Linked DNA regions of Drosophila melanogaster: region 2 is linked to region 1. The links are chromatin contacts, called in public Hi-C maps. All regions are on one chromosome and are shown on one strand. The core of a region is the stretch at or near the end of the contact, and the rest is flanking DNA. Distances in the headings are between cores, read along the strand shown. Region 1 holds the start of CG40228. Region 2 holds the start of RpL15 (Ribosomal protein L15).

The links. Hi-C and Micro-C count contacts between places; a contact is called where the count stands out from the background.
Region 2: a contact with region 1 is called in a Hi-C map of the S2 cell line, with 3 times the contacts expected there. A contact is called at or near these places in 3 of 107 Hi-C or Micro-C datasets (the S2 cell line and wing imaginal disc) and 5 of 7 datasets of targeted methods (the Kc167 cell line and the S2 cell line).

The regions. Positions count from the first base shown.
Region 1 is chr3L:27,082,438-27,085,616 of dm6, reverse strand. It overlaps CG40228, which reads left to right and starts at 1,711. Exons shown (of 2, transcript NM_001110956.3): 1 at 1,711-1,893; 2 at 2,024-3,179. The coding sequence starts at 1,778. The coding sequence ends at 2,156.
Region 2 is chr3L:27,265,501-27,268,679 of dm6, reverse strand. It overlaps RpL15 (Ribosomal protein L15), which reads right to left and starts at 1,425. Exons shown (of 3, transcript NM_001258469.1): 1 at 1,157-1,425; 2 at 762-1,088; 3 at 235-588. The coding sequence starts at 1,070. The coding sequence ends at 283. snoRNA:Me18S-G1358c (small nucleolar RNA Me18S-G1358c) reads right to left here and starts at 1,297; the gene lies at 1,230-1,297. It overlaps snoRNA:Me18S-C419 (a small nucleolar RNA gene), which reads right to left and starts at 726; the gene lies at 657-726.

The DNA.
Region 1 (3,179 bases), core at 462-2,961:
ATGGCGTACGATGAAAGTAGGAAAACAAAATGTGTAAAGAGTTTCTTGACAGTCTCAAAAGTGTGTAAACTTGGAATTTGTTGTTTATTTTCTTGTATATTTAATATTTTTAATTTGTTTTTTAATTTATAAGTAAAATAAATGTTGTTGTAAATATGTATTGTTTATATGTTCGGAAACGCTTCCTTCTGCCTGTTACTTTTCAACGAATCTTTTACTCTACGAGTAACGCGTATAAATATCAAAACATTTTTCAAAGGTGTGCGCGTGGCTACTTTGGGTGGTTTGTGGGCGATGGAGTGGACGTGGCAACATGGGTCAAAAAGCTTGCGCTTCGTCTATGAATCTAGGAACTTTTATAGTTCCTGAGGTGTCGACGTTGATCAAGAATATATAAATGTACTTTATATTTTCGGAAACGCTCCATTATGCCTGTTACATACATTCGATACTCTACTCTACGAATAACGAGTATTATAATAATACATTTTTAGCTCAGTCTTTAATCTAAAGCACAAACTTATAGATTCCAGTTGCAAATGTCAGGCTCGGTATGGCTGCGACTGAGCTATGATTTACATTACATTATTTATTCAAATCAGCTGTCCTGAAATACAACATAAATCCGGTGACGTTGAGGGTGGTATAGAAAGAAAAACAACGATCCAAATAGCTCGGTTAAGAACCTTCAATAAATTAAATAAAACTTTTAGAAATATCTAAATTAAAATGAAAAATTAAAAAAAAAAATTTTTCGATAAACAAGAATACATATTTTAGACATCATTTTATCAAAAAACTATCAAAAACTTATTTTCTATTAGTGATTTTGTATTTTGAATCTTTTGTAGAGAATGCGAAGAAAGTAATGAATGCTGGCATTGACATTGAGTACTCTGATCAATTAAGGCGTATCAAATTATTATAAAATGGCTGAAGGAGTTTGATGGAATAGTGGCAGTTGACTAGACACAAAGGAAGCAAATACAATAATTAGATTTGTGAAATATATTATAGAATACGAAGATGCGCATATACCTTAAAATTTGATATATGTATATAAAAAAGTGCATTAAATGCGGTAAGATATAATTAAGTGTAATGATAAGAGGGATAAGCCATTCACAGGTCCCGTCACAGTCCAGATCTTCCATACATTATAAAAAGAATCGTGGCAATCTGCTTTATGGGAGATCCCAAAAAGTTGATTGGCATATCGATAGTACCTGGTCAGTCCCATAATGTAATGGACAGTTTTGATCTGTTTGAGCTTGCGAACCGAATGCTTTACTAGAATGTTGCTTCAAATAGCCTCCATAGTTACCGGTATCTCAACATTATGGTCGAAACGACGGAGGGATATCGCAAAAGCGACTAGGCAAGTGTTTCTAATTGAGATTATATTACATTCATGGGTCAGAAACTCTTCCTTATATCTATTGCATTTACAAAATAAGCCACTTTTACGTTAATTGTTCGCATTTGCGTCACAATTTAAAGTGCGTATAAATATTGTATTATATAATTTACTACTTAAACTGGCAAAAGGTTTATATATTTAAACAAACGTTCTGTGGGGTTATGAAATAGTGCCAATAAGAAGTGAGGGACCGACATGTGTGAATCGGGTATAAAGCCTATTCTTAAATTGGGTATGCGTGAAAAAGGGTTGAACTGGTTAATTTGTACAAAAATATTTCGTTATCTTAGCATTTTCGGAATTGTTATTTGATTGCTGTAGCCGCGCACAGTGGAAAAACTGTAGAGGCTTTAAAAAATGGGGAGAAGGAAGTCTAAAAGAAAACCGCCTCCGAAGAGAAAGAATATTGAACCCCTTGATCAACAATTTAATTGTCCATTTTGCAACCATGAAAAATCGTGTGAGGTTAAAATGTACATATTCAGGACAGTTCTGATTCTACTATTATTCGACCGAATATGTAGACATATAGATTTTATTTGGTTCTATATGTAAGTCCAAAACCTAAATTTATTAAAACAACTCTTTATTTTATAATTTCAGGGATAAAAGCAGAAATACAGCGAAAATAACTTGTAGGGTGTGCTTGGAGGATTTTCAAACGGGAATTAACTTCCTTTCAGAACCTATCGATGTTTACAATGATTGGGTAGATGCCTGTGAAACAGCAAATTAAATGGAATTAATTTTAAGTTAGTTAGTAAGTAAAATAAATTGCTAGAGCCCTCTAAATTATACCATAAAATAAGTTTAATACAAAAAATTTAGCATAATAGCGAGATTGAAATAAACATTTTTGACTTATTAAAATAAGCTGAACCCATGAAATTCTAACAAATTTTTGTTCTAGGAATCAATTCTAAAATATTGATATTGTATTGCGCAAAGGAGATTCGTAGAGTGAATCTGTCCGTCTATCCGTATGAACGTCTTGATCTCAGGAACTATAAAAGCTAGAAGGTTGAGATTAAGCATACACTTTCTATAGACATCGACTCGTCGTAAGTTTGTTCACCCATGTTGCCACGCCCATAAATGACACAAAACTACCATGCTCACACTTTTGAAAAATCTGTTGATATTTTTTCATATTTTTAGTGTTGTAGATTTTTATCGATTTGCCATAAAACTTTTTGCCACGCCCACTCTTACGCCCTAAGCCGCCCAAAATTACCGCGCGCACATTTTTTAAAAATTTTTGGATATGTTTTCATAATTTAATTAGTCTTGTAAATGTAGCTTAAAGAAGCTGGGTTCGGAAATATCGAATTTTTGATGTTTAAAAGCAGGAATCGTTTGCCCATTTGCCCAATTAGTCCAGTTTTTGAGATATGAATTTTCGAAAAAGTTCAAAAATTTTCGAAAATCAAAAAGTTGACTTTTTTCAAATATTATTTTTTTTAAATCGCAATAACATTGTTTGCCTACACTTTGGAATTTTGAAAAAAATGTATACTTTAGAAAATATAAGTCATTTAAGTTTACCTCCACTCAGAGAATAAAGCGTTTGACCAAAGACATTAGAATTTTATTATTATTATTATATTATTATTTATTATTCCAGTGTCTTTGGTTTGATCATATATTAAAACGAAATATTATCAATAAAAAACGTTTGCCCAACCAGTATTATTAGTTTTTAACGTTTGACCACCCTCAAAAAACCTTTAACAAAATTTTTTTCGATTGCCCTCTTTAA
Region 2 (3,179 bases), core at 176-2,675, 180 kb before region 1:
TTGCATATATTTTAAAATTTTTTGTAAAAGAATTGGAGTCTTGCCGAAAAATGGTCTTAGTACATTTTTGAAAATAAAAACTGGAAGTTAATGTAGATGAAAGAAATTTTATATTTTAAACCAAAATTCCTAATAAACCAATATGCCAAACCAAAAATGCGAAAACCTGTTACTATATCTATTTTTGCGTTTAAAAGCTCTTTTCAAAAAATATATTTTTTAGATATGTTCTTTGCGTGCACGAAGTGCTTTATTTAACCGATAAAATAAATGCTTCACAATTTATCGTTTTCTGTGCATGTGCTCACGGTTCTTGCGCTTCCAAGCAGCACGCCTAGATCCACCAATTGTCTGGGAGTATCTATATCCCTTGCCAATGCCACGCGAACTTTTTCCAGCTGATGTAAGGCCACGCAATTCACGATGCTTGTGGACATGCTTGCAGATCCAGTTAATTTTTGGATCACGACGAATAGCACTGTGATGAGTATCAATTAAGATTACTTCAAAATATTTATAAGAAGCATCTTGCGCAATCCAATACGAGTTCAAAACTCGCAAGCCGCCAAGTCTACGACCAACACGTTCCTACAAGAAAATAAAATTCATGATATATTTCAGTGTTTTTTGGTGAGGACCTCTTAATTGGACAAGAATATTTCAGACATCTAAGGAAGTTAATGTCAACATATATTGTATGTCAAAAGGGGTTGTCATCAACTTGTTCGAACGTGTGGTTAGCAAATTTCGTTTTTTCTTACCTCAGCAATGGATTGCAAACCACGATATGGTTTTAACTGGTTTACACCATGACTCTTCGGCTTGCCATAAGTGCATCCTTTGGGAACTGGACGCTTGCGACCTCCGCGGCGAACACGGATTCTATAAATCACGAACCCCTGTTTGGCTCTGTATCCTAAACGTCTTGCTTTATCCGGGCGAGTAGGTCTTGGCGAACGATGCAATTTCGTTAGTTGGCGGTATTGCCAAACGCGAATACGTAGCAAGTAGCGCATCACATCGCTCTGCTTCTTCCTATAAAGTTCCTGCATGTACCGATAAGCCCCCATCTCTGCAATTTGATAGACCTAGTAACAAATTCATTATTTATTTTATAACTGTCACATCATCGGTCCATCAACTTCTTAAACTGTACATATTACAATCTAGAACAGATAATAATTCGTATCAATGTTACATAGCAATGTGAGTACAAAAACGAACATAACATCCGTCAGATATCCATAATCTACACTGAGCTCAGAGTGGTGCATGGAAAAAATCATCATACAAACTTAAAAACATTTTAAAAGGACCGAAAATAATATATAAACTTATTTCCGAAATGATCTCGTACTAAAGAAAAATTATTGACCCGAATGCACAACCAACTTACAGCACGGAAATATTCCAAAAGAAGGAAGCAATGAGTTGGATCACACGACAAACAAGCTCAGAGTTGCTTTGGGATATACTTACCCTAATGCATGAAACATTGTAAAACGGAATTATACCCCTTTCTCACAGAATTGTATTATTTTTAAAACATCCCAGCATGTTCCGTTCCATGTTAATTTATCTTATCGCATTCGATTTGGGAAAAGTCTTTTAATTTCGTTATTAGGTGCTCTGGTTTTCAAATAATTTTTGCTATAGTGCTATGCGTTATTTCTATGCTATTTCGCTTTATTTCGTTTCTTGCTGCTCAAACAACTGACTTTTTTCTTTGTCAAAATCAAACAACGTGAAGATATCCTTTATATATTTGAAATCGTTTGTTTTGAAGCCAGACGGACGCAGAAATTGCTGTTTGCAATTGTTTTTCATACAAAATAGCTACCCCATTTTTCACAGTTTTTATTTATTTTTTAATGAAAGCATTTTAATATATGGTATAAATATTTTTACCTGCCTGTTTCGTTTTCCCGCAATAACTTTTGACGACGTACTTAGCGACACCTTAGCAAATCGAAATTTGTTGTTGTCGACAGCAAATGTGTGCTTGTCACATCGGAGGCGAGTTCCTCGCCTATCAGATACCCGTTCCTCAGCTAGTGCGAAAAAATTTTGTTGCAAATAAAAAAAATTATAAAAATAATTAAAATGTTAAAAATAAACAACACGTTCTTCAAAAGTGTAGGCGTGCCAGTTTTTGGAGGTTTGCGTGCGTTAGAGTGGGCGGGTCACCAAACTTGCGCTGCGTCTTTGCCTCTAGAACCTGTATGCTGAGATCTCGATGTTCATATAGACAGACGTACATGGCTAGATCGACTCGGCTATTGATCCTGTTCAATAATATGTTTTGTATAGTCGTAAACGCTCTTTCTGCTTGTTACATAATTTTCAACGAATCCAGTAAGTCTTTTACTCTACAAATAACGGGTATTAAAAGGCATTTTTACATTTCGGCCAGACAAAAGTCAAAATTGGTTTACGACCAAAAGCGGAATCATAAAATTCATACGAATTCGATTACCGGATCATGCACGATTATATTTTTGATACCGATATACAGGTTCAGATTTAAAAATGTTTTGAAAGTAACCAATTTCATAAGCGACAAATGTTATTTGCATAGGCACTAGAATAACAACAGTCAGAGCCAGAGACCGGAGAGCTCTGCAGCCGGTTGCTGGCACTAGAATAACTATAATAATTTATATAATAACTAATTTATAATAATAACTATAATAATTTCGGTCAATTGGCATCATGTGAAATATGTTTTCTCTGCATTGCCTTAGTGCTATTATTATTTAAATATAGCATAGAAATATTGTAGTATTAACCGAATCTATTTAAATGTCACAAATTAGAGTATTACGTTTGCGAGGTGTGAGAAATTATGACAACAATGATTGATGATAGCTTGTGTCCGCACTCAGTGCCTCCAGATATAACTTTTGCACTAAACAGATTTCATATTTTTATTTATTTTCTACTATGTTTTATTTTTATGAAATATTTTTTTTCTCAATGTACTGACTTTTTTTTTAAATTTATGGTTTATTTATTTATTCAAATTACAGCAGTTATAATAATTCCCTTTGTCTATGCTTTAATTATGTAAAATATTTATTAAGTCTTTTGACTTAAATTTTAAATTTTAAATTTAAATTAGATTCAGTAGAATTATTTTCTTATATTCCAATTTGATGGTGGGAAGAAAACTTTTTTAA